Regions from separate parts of the Mus musculus genome. Here all the other regions are linked to region 3. The links are chromatin contacts, called in public HiChIP or PLAC-seq maps. All regions are on one chromosome and are shown on one strand. Each heading gives the region's core, a stretch centred on a gene start, on an enhancer-like site or on the middle of the called end of the contact. The rest is flanking DNA. Distances are from core to core; before and after follow the strand shown.

Evidence for each region. HiChIP or PLAC-seq counts read pairs in DNA pulled down with a chosen protein or histone mark.
Region 1: a contact with region 3 is called in a FOXA1 HiChIP or PLAC-seq map of pancreatic cancer cells. The contact joins two enhancer-like sites. A contact is called at or near these places in 2 of 115 datasets of contacts at active chromatin or transcription factors (CD8 T cells and pancreatic cancer cells) and 2 of 9 other capture datasets (adipose tissue and liver).
Region 2: a contact with region 3 is called in a FOXA1 HiChIP or PLAC-seq map of pancreatic cancer cells. The contact joins the promoter of Synj2 here to the enhancer-like site in region 3. A contact is called at or near these places in 4 of 39 promoter capture datasets (the 3T3-L1 cell line, embryonic stem cells, pre-B cells and 1 more), 1 of 15 datasets of contacts at CTCF or cohesin (large pre-B cells), 1 of 484 Hi-C or Micro-C datasets (pro-B cells), 1 of 115 datasets of contacts at active chromatin or transcription factors (pancreatic cancer cells) and 1 of 9 other capture datasets (liver).

The regions. Positions count from the first base shown.
Region 1 is chr17:5,963,619-5,966,416 of GRCm38.p6, reverse strand. The region is part of intron 1 of Synj2 (synaptojanin 2); the gene reads right to left. Among named protein-coding and RNA genes, the nearest start is that of Gm52312, 12 kb to the left of the region's middle. Within about 2 kb of position 1,251, at least 45 of the 459 cell types and tissues checked have an H3K27ac peak or open chromatin away from gene starts, as enhancers often do. A contact at or near this core is called in pancreatic cancer cells, where this site is marked.
Region 2 is chr17:5,939,896-5,943,119 of GRCm38.p6, reverse strand. It overlaps Synj2 (synaptojanin 2), which reads right to left and starts at 1,840. Exons shown (of 27, transcript NM_001113353.2): 1 at 1,543-1,840. The coding sequence starts at 1,669.
Region 3 is chr17:5,746,649-5,749,636 of GRCm38.p6, reverse strand. All of the region lies in intron 8 of Zdhhc14 (zinc finger, DHHC domain containing 14), which reads right to left. Among named protein-coding and RNA genes, the nearest start is that of Gm41519, 23 kb to the left of the region's middle. Within about 2 kb of position 1,311, at least 25 of the 459 cell types and tissues checked have an H3K27ac peak or open chromatin away from gene starts, as enhancers often do. A contact at or near this core is called in pancreatic cancer cells and pro-B cells, where this site is marked.

The DNA of each region.
Region 1 (2,798 bases), core at 2-2,501, 220 kb before region 3:
TTTTTCAAGAGCTACCCTGACACTGGCACACCCCACATCAAGGTCCCGGTCTGATCTGATCAGCTCTACAGAGTCAATTGCCTACAACAACTCCCAATAAGGTATAAGCTAGCTCACATGTACCGATTTAGGGTTAGCATGTGGTCCTCGGCTACCCCAGTTCTCAGGGTCAGAATCTGGGCCCTGGCAGCCCTAATGACCTAGGCCCAGTCACCTGTCCTCAACTGGTCAATTCAAGAAATAAGGAATAGTAAAAACAATTTATTCAATGTGGCCACCACTGGAAAGACAAAGAAAGATGTCTAATGGTCCCTCAAATTCATCTTAGGGACCCCACTCGAGGTATAAGTGTAAGCAGAGAGCAAGAGGGTTTGCATATCTGAGTAGTCAAGGTATAGTCCTACCAATCAGTGACCTACCATTGTCTCAGTGCAGGTCTGTCCTGCCAGATGGTCTGACATCTTGTCAGAACTGTATGAGAATCTCTGAGAGACAAGCTCCACTGGTTGGCAACAGGCTTCAACTTTTTCCTTCGTCCAACATGGCAGTTCTGGAGGCATTCCAGTTTCTTGGGCCTATTGTTTCCCTAACATGGTAGTGAAAGGGTAGGTGCAGCCTCTCTTTAGAATACGTTCACTTCAGACAGCAACAGTTATACCTTTCTGACTCTGCCACACATTCAGGAAAGGTGTATGGGGAGGTTGGAGGGGGGGCATCCTTTACCCAGAAAGCTCACTGGTAAAGAGTGTTGTCACACACATAAGAACTCTCCAGGAAAGGTCTGACCCTTGCTCTGAAGCTGTGATACGCAGCCTCATCAGGAGAAGTGAGGGCCGGGCCTGCTGTACACAGCCCTGGCTGTGGCCATTATCCTCCAGGTTCTCGGTGTAGCCAAGGCCAAGGACAAGGGAATAGACAGAACAGCTTCCCTCTGAGAATACAGTGAAACAGTCCTGACATCAACAAGGACTTCGGCTCCATTGACAAAGCCTTCAAGTCACACAGACCCCAAGTGTCATCCGGCTCACACTTGGCTCACCATAGAACACAGAGGCCTTTGTGCGTTCACTCAGCTCTGTAAACAAACCTGGGCAGGCTGAGCAAATGACAGGAAACGGTTAGACAAAAGTGATAGGGTCCAGTCCACACTTGAGGGGCTGGGAAGCTGGGGAAGCCGAACTGACCTGTGGCCCTGGGGGATCAGCATGTGATGGGGTGGGAAGGTGAGTTAAACAAACACAACCCGAAACAGCCTTTTGCAAATATTTATTAAACTAACAAAACCCAACAGGCTGGCTGCCTTGTCTTCCTACTCTATTCCTGTGAATTATTGACTCCGCCATCAAACCTGTTTTATCACCGACTTACTACTGTGAAGACTCGAACCGGGTCTGACCTCTCTGGATAAGACCATTATGTATGAAGCACTGGCCTCCCATCACAGAGTAAACTGGAGGCTTGCAACAACAAACCCTGCTCCCAGTGAAGGGGATAACCCTAAGTCAAGGGGAGTCCAGGGTCTTGCAGGGGGGGGGGTCCCATCTCTTCCAACTCCCAGCACCTGGTACTAGCAGTCTTGGATTTTTCTTGACTTGTAGCTTCAGTCACTCTCTGCCTCACAGGACTGTCTTCTACTTACACATTCCTGTCCTAATATGACTTAAGCAGTTCCATTGGATGAGGGGCTCAACCCACACCTCTGTAACTTCATCTACCCTATGTCCATGAAGTCCTGCTGTGGTTACCAAACTTGGGAGGTCACACCTGAGCCTGAGGTCAGATTTGGTTACCCATCCTTAATAAACTAGTTTAAAAAGCCAAGTTAATAATGGGAAATAGGAAGGGGGGGGTTCTTTAATAGTTACATTGGGAAAAGGGACAAAGAGATCTAGTGACGCCCTTCTCAAAAATATCCATCTTAACATTGCTTTAGGTGTCCTGAAGTGAAACTCAAGTTTAAATAGAGAGTTAAGGATGTGCACATCTAAGTGATTCTGGTCAAAGGTGTGGCCCTGCCAACCAACACATCTTTCAGGGAACGAGTCCCCCGCACCATTCTCCCTCTTTCTCTGTCTCTGTCTGTCTGTCTCTGTCTCTGTCTCTGTCTCTGTCTCTGTCTCTGTCTCTGTCTCTCTCTCTCTCTCTCTCTCTCTCTCTCTCTCACACACACACACACACACACACACGCACACACACACACACACACGCACACGCACACACACACCAGGTTGTTTTCTCCTCCGAGCATGGAATTCCCACCTCTTTGGGGTCCACCATTTCAGTCACCTGATAGTCAGATTGAGAAACCTAAGTGTCTCTGTAAAATATCTTCATTTCCGCCCGGCCAGCTACACTATGAGTTGAGCAGCTGGGCTCCACCTTAGGCTTCCTCTACGATGTTCTGCTTAAAATCTATGGAGTCAAGCCACCATGGGCTGTATTGGTTTAGAGATAATTCCTCTAGGCTCCGCCCAACAGCTACCTAGCAACAGCTTGCGTCATCATTCTCCTCCAGGTGAGGCACCTTCTAAAAGGACTTTCTAAAAGGACTGCTCGCTACCCCACTTCTTCATTCACTCTTTCTCTCTCTGTTCCCACGTGTTCCCAGCCGGCTTCTCTTCCTCTCTTTCCCTCTTTCTCTGTTCCTCTGCCCCCTTTCTCTACCTCAACCCCCCTTCCAGGTCTTCACTCCCGGTCCCCCACAAGCATGGCGTGATTCCTTAGGTGGACATCTTGGCAGGGAGCCCACCAGGTACTCCCTTACTCCCGCCGCGTTACACCGCAATTTATATTTCATA
Region 2 (3,224 bases), core at 591-3,090, 190 kb before region 3:
TTCTGAGAAATGTGTTATGGAGTAAATGACTAAAATGGAGTGGAAATTTCCATGGTTTTCTTTCAAGGCTGCAACAAATGACCAAGTTTGGACTTTTCAGGACAGAACTCCAACTGCAATAATGTGATAATTATTCCACGACTGTCTACTTTTGACACAGAATCCTCCTTCCCTAATCAAGTGACTGACAGCAAGCCAGATATTTGCTGTTTCCCTTTTCTGTGTCTGTATTTGGCCAGCATGTTTTGAGGTCTGGTTAGGTTGTCCAATCTGGTATGAAACTCTGGGGCTTAATCCATCTTCCCATTGATCCTCCCGCCTTGCATAGCCAGAACGTGGGCTGTATTCCACCACACCCAGCTTGATAAATTACACATTAATGGCATGGTCCAGGAAGTAGAAATTGATGCACCCCCTTTAAGACATGGTGTATGTACGCACAAATATGTGGATGTCGTAGCTTGAGCTGACACATCCAAACCTGAGAAAAGGAGTCATAAAACACTTTACAAATGAGTGCTTTGCATTTCTTACCTCCTAAAATATAAGTGATCCTGTTTAGCTAGGAACACCAGGAGGATGGACAACTGGACACCCACTGTCTTAAACCTGCCCTTCAAGGCTCATCATTAAAATCTTACTGATCCTATCTGACTGCTGGCTTTATGCTACCTAGATCTTCTTGCAAATGTCAATTACAAAACTAGGGATCCGGAAGTTGGACTTACCAGGAAGGCATGCACCGCATGACATCACCAAAATAGCCACACACAAGTCTGTGTTGCCTGGAGCAAGTGTCTTAGCCTCTTTAGGCCCCAGTTTGTTTATCTTTATTACGAGCTAAAACTGCAAAGGTTGTGTAAGATTTTGTCTCTAAAGTCCTTAGCACAATGCTGATCTCACAATTTCTGAAGTCAATCAATGAAATACAATGGCTTGCCCTCACCTAACACCCAGCATAAAGATAAAGTCACTAGAGAGTATATTTGCTTCTACTCCTGCTTCTGATGGAGTATTTATAGGAGACAAATGAAGGGTGCCATCGACGTTTCTCAAAGTCTGTTTTGGTGCCTACGTGTCATCCCTTCAGGCAAGGCAATGCTGCTTTGGTGTATTCAACAGGTGCACAAGCATGGGAGCACTAGGTGGACTCCTCCTCAGGGCACCCTCCTCAGAGTGTCCAGAACATGCTAGGTTTCGGCACTGAGCACCAGGAGCGGAAATCAGAGCCAGTTGGCTCTCCAAGAACAGACGCCTGCCACCCAAGCCCCAGGAAGAGCGCCCCCGAGACATCCCCGCCCTCAGGCGAGCGCGACGCTTAGTCCAGCCAAATGTGCCAGCTCTCTGGTGTCCCCCGCACCCAGTACTCCCGCGGACAAGCGCCCCTGGCCATCCCCAAGCCGCCGGGGTCCTCCCTGTCGGGGAACCGAGCGCCCCTAGTTCTCAGGTCTCCGCGAAGTCGCTCGCCTTCACTAATTCCCGCCCTCCCTCCCTCCCCGGCGTTGCTGCCCAAGTGGGGAGCACGGGGAGCGCGGCACTCACCCAGCGTGGCCACTGCGCCGGCCTCGAAGAGCAGGCAGTCGCCGCGGCCCCGCGCCTCCAACAGCACGCTGCTCGGGCCAGTGGGGTCCAGCCGCGCCAGCAGCCGCAGCCCTTTGCTTAGAGCCATGGGCGCGGGGAGCAGAGGAGAGCGGGGACCAGGTCCCGCCCGAGGGTGTGCGGCTACCAGGAGTTTCACTTTGTGCCGGGCTCCAGTGCCCACGGCTCCTCCTCCTCCTCCTCCTCCTCCTCCTCCTCCTCCTCCTCCTCCTCCTCCTCCTCCTCCTCCTCCTCCTCCTCCTCCTCCTCCTCCTCCTCCTCCCCTAACACCACGACAGCCTCCTCCTCCTCCTCCTTTCTCCTCCACCCCCTCCTCCCCCTCCCTCCCTCCCTCCTCCTCCTCCGCCCGGGCCCCGCCGCACTGCCCCGAGCAGGTGAGGTGGCGCTGCCGCCCAGCCTCTCCGACGACGACCGCGCTCCCCCAAGCGGCGAGGCAGGCACCTGCGAGCCACAGCGGGAACCCAGACTGCGCCCGGTGGGCTTGAGCTCGCCAGGGCTCAGTACTCCGGGACGGTCCTCCCTGCTGGGGGCGGCTGCGGGCGAAGGAGATTCCACACATTCCTCGCCGCGGAGGAGGCTGCAGCCGCGGAGAGCCTCAGGAGCCCGGACCCTGCCCGGATTCCCGCGGCCTTATATGGGTAGCTGGGGGCTGAGGGCTGAGCAGGGCTGGCAACCCCCCACCCCACCCCTGCCGCCACCGCTTGTCCGGCGCAGCACTTCTTCCCACGCCCACCCCACCCCCACGCCTGAGACCCCGGATGGGGCCATTGGGTTCTGTGCCTCAGTCTCCCTGAATGGAACTGCAGAAACGCAAAGTGGCCTTCACTCTGAAACTACCGTGGTGATTGAGTATGTTCTTGTGAGTGGTGTGTGTGTGTGTGTGTGTGTGTGTGTGTGTGTGTGTGTGTGCCTGACACACTCTTTAAATGCTGCCTTCTACCGAAGACTTTAATTCACTGTGCGACCCAAACTGGTGTTGCGTTGTGTCCGAGAGATGAGACATCTATTCCCTGCTATCCCCTTTACCACATGACCTTGACCTCGCTGAGATGCACATGGCCTCGCCTATCAGAGTGACAGGTGAGGAACCCCCACCTGAGGATCTCAGTGCCTGTTCTTGCTCAGCATTGATGAGTATTCTGTGATCTGCAACCTTCAAGCAACTCGAGGCAAGGCCTCTTGGTCCTTGGGTCGGGTTGGTCAGGATTGGTCTGCTAGCCAAGGGAGAACGCAGCCAGGTCGAACTGGAAGCACCTTTGGGCGCGTTTGGAGCATCCTTTCCTAGTGTGATGCCTCTAGAGGTCCTCACCCGCAAGTTTCCAGCAGGCCACCCTAACAGCTGGGTTCCTCTGCCGCCCGCCCGCCCCATTCTGCTGTGCTAAGACCAAGAGTGGCGCATGGCTTTCGGAGGTTGGTTCTCCACAGCTTCTTTATACAGTGGAGAGATCACCACCCCATGCAAGTCGTGTAACATTAAGTGTAGCAAACTCGGCTGGGCAGGGTGGCCGGCACCTTTAATCCTAGCACTAGGGAGGCAGAGACAGGCAAAATTTTATTCTTTATAGAAACAAAGTCACCCTCAACCACCTTCCCTTTTCTGTATCCAAACAAAATAAACAGCGGCT
Region 3 (2,988 bases), core at 62-2,561:
ACACACACACACACACACACACACACTGCACACACACCACACATACACACTTTTTCAGGTCAGAATTTTTAAATATTTGTCATACTGTTCAAATTTTAAGGGTGATGACTGGGGGAACTCTCATGGTCATGGATCCTCTGTGAGAACATCATGGTTTGGAAAGCAGCCCGTGTTCTCAGGAGATGCCCAATACAAATATCCTCACCCCCTCTTGCTTGTTTGACCTTTGCTTCTAATTTCTAGTTCCTCTTGTTGATTAAAAAAAGGATTTAAAAGTTACATTTATTTATCTGTGGTGAATGTGCATGTGTGTGCACATGCCTGTGTGCGCATGTGTGCATGTGTGTGCACATGTGCACGTGTGCGCGCGTGTGCATGTGTGTGCGTGTGTGCATGTGTGTGCGCGTGTGCATGTGTGTGCGTGTGCATGTATGTGCGCGTGTGCATGTGTGTGCGTGTGTGCATGTGTGTGCACGTGTGCATGTGTGTGCGTGTGCATGTGTGTGCGCGTGTGCATGTGTGTGCGTGTGTGCATGTGTGTGCGCGTGTGCACATGCATGTGGAAGTTAAAAGGATAATGTTAGGAAGTCAGTGCTCCCTTTCCACCCTGTGGATTCTCAGGCTTAAACTCGAGGTTGTCGGGCTTGGCTGCAAGTGTTTTTAACCCGTAAGCCACCTCTAAGCCCCCATTCTTAAAGCTGTTTCTATTTAACTTTCTTTCTGTCTGTTACTGCACACCCTATGTGCTCTCCCTCCACATTTCTCTTCGATACATTCCTTTCCTACTTGCATTCTGGTTGTTTTCTCTTTTTCTTCTCATCTTCCACTCTCCTCTTTCTCACCTGTCACTCTGCTTTTCGCTTTAGGTTGTTTTTTTTTTTTTTTTTTTTTTTTTTAATCGGACTTTTAACCTTCCACCAGTAGAGGGCGCTATCACCACTTTCCTCTTTCTCTGAATTTGGTGGCCCTGTTTCTAAAGTGTACTTGAATTTATCTCCCTTGTTATGTAATCTTAAGAGGAAAAGGCTAAGCCCCTATTTATGATGGTGATAGTTCATATAGATGAATAATACCACATGGAAGAAACCAACATTTTCATTTTCAAAACAATCCTTTTAAAGGATCCACAATAATTGAACACTGATTCTATCTATAAAATTGGTTTTTGTTGTTTTTGTTTTTTGTTTATTTTTGTTTTAGATTAAAAATTCATCAGATATTGAATGAGGCCAGAGTAGAAGCTGGCTCTGTATGCGTGTCTACCCGCAGACTTTTGTAGCTTGAGCGCTGGGGCTTTTGCTCTGAGTCATAGCCCTTGTTTAAATGATAAAGAAATGTATGGTTTCAGATGTTGCAATGCCACACAGTAGGTGAGTATTTAGTGCTTCAGTCTGAAACCACGGAGGGCCATGGAGTTGGCTCAGTGGGTGAAGGTGTTTGCTTGCGGTCAAGCCTGAAGACCTGAGTTCCCTCTAGTCTCACGTGATAGAAGGAGCGAGCTGACTCCTGGAGATAACCTTGGATTTCCACGCATGCACCATCGAATGCATGAGTACACACACACACACACACACACACACACACACACCCTATAAGTAAATATAAAAAGCCATAAAAACTTCAAAACATCAAAGAGACCATTTACTTTCACTTTCTGTAGATTTGGGGGTAAAACTTGAGACACGTTCTATTCTGGCTGATGGCTTGTCTGAAAGTGCAGTTTTGAAATGCTATGAATTTTCTATGCGGTCTATAGACATGTTTACAATGGCTTAGATTTCTCATGGCTTTTGCTCTAATTCTGTCAAAAGGACTCAAGCTGGGCGGGGCTTATTTCTGCTCAGCTGTAAAGCTCTGTCTCTGGCCTTATGACCACTTATGGGCATGAACTGATAGACAGAAGACTACCCCACCTTCCAGAGTCCGCCTAGAATGCAGATTTAGGTTAAGAGGATGATCTGGCCTTCTCAGGTCTATGAGGAGACCTCGTTTAACAGTGGAACTGTTGCCTCCGCCTTGCTTGATATCAGATTAAAGGCACTGTTAGTTCCCATTCCTCTGACAAAAATCCCTGAGCGAATCAATTTAAAAAGAGGAAAGATTTATTGGGGTTCACAGCTTCAACCCATGGTCACTTGGCTCTGTGGCTTTGGGACTGCAGAGACACAGTGTGTTATGGGCTGGGGGCAGGGGAAGACAGCAGACAGAGACGACCTATTTACTTCATGACAGGCAACATGCAAACAGAGAAGGGGGCCGGGTGCCCAAGATCCCTGTCCAAGGCATACTCTCAATAATTGTTCTTCAATTAAGATTTCACCACCTCCCAACAGGTGGGACCCAGGCCTTGGACATTTCAGATCTGAACTCTAAGGGGGAGGATATAAAATATTAAGTAATACTAAGTTATTTCTAAAAATTCCCCAAATATACACTGTGTCATCTTTACCTTTAACAAATGTTCCCAAAAGGGTCTCTGTAGCTACAGCCTTCAAATATAAATATGTATTCTGTTTCTGATGCTACCCGGAGCATCAGTTGTTTGCTGATCCAATATTCACATCCCACTTACAGGAGATGCTAGGTTATTGGTGACTTTCCCCAGGTCTGGAAGTAAACAGACCTCCTGGGTCCTTAGACACCACTCCCCTACAGTCATCCACCCATTGCTTCTAATACAAAGTATCTGAGTGCCCATGTGAGGCTTTCTGATACAGAGTATCTGAGTGCTCACGGAGGCCCACAGTATCTAGTCCCTAAAATACTGCCTGGTTCTCTATGTGCACTTTCCGCACTGCAGAGGAAATGCTATCTTGACCAGGATACCAGTTCTACAATAAACTACAGGAACACATTTGACTTAACAGTCTCCTTTTCTTCCTTGGAGGCTCCTTTAAGGTGATAGGCACTGGAAATGGTTTTGGTCACAGTGACTGTGGTGATTTGAATATGACATGTCCCCCAGAGCCAGGGTATTTGAACACTTGG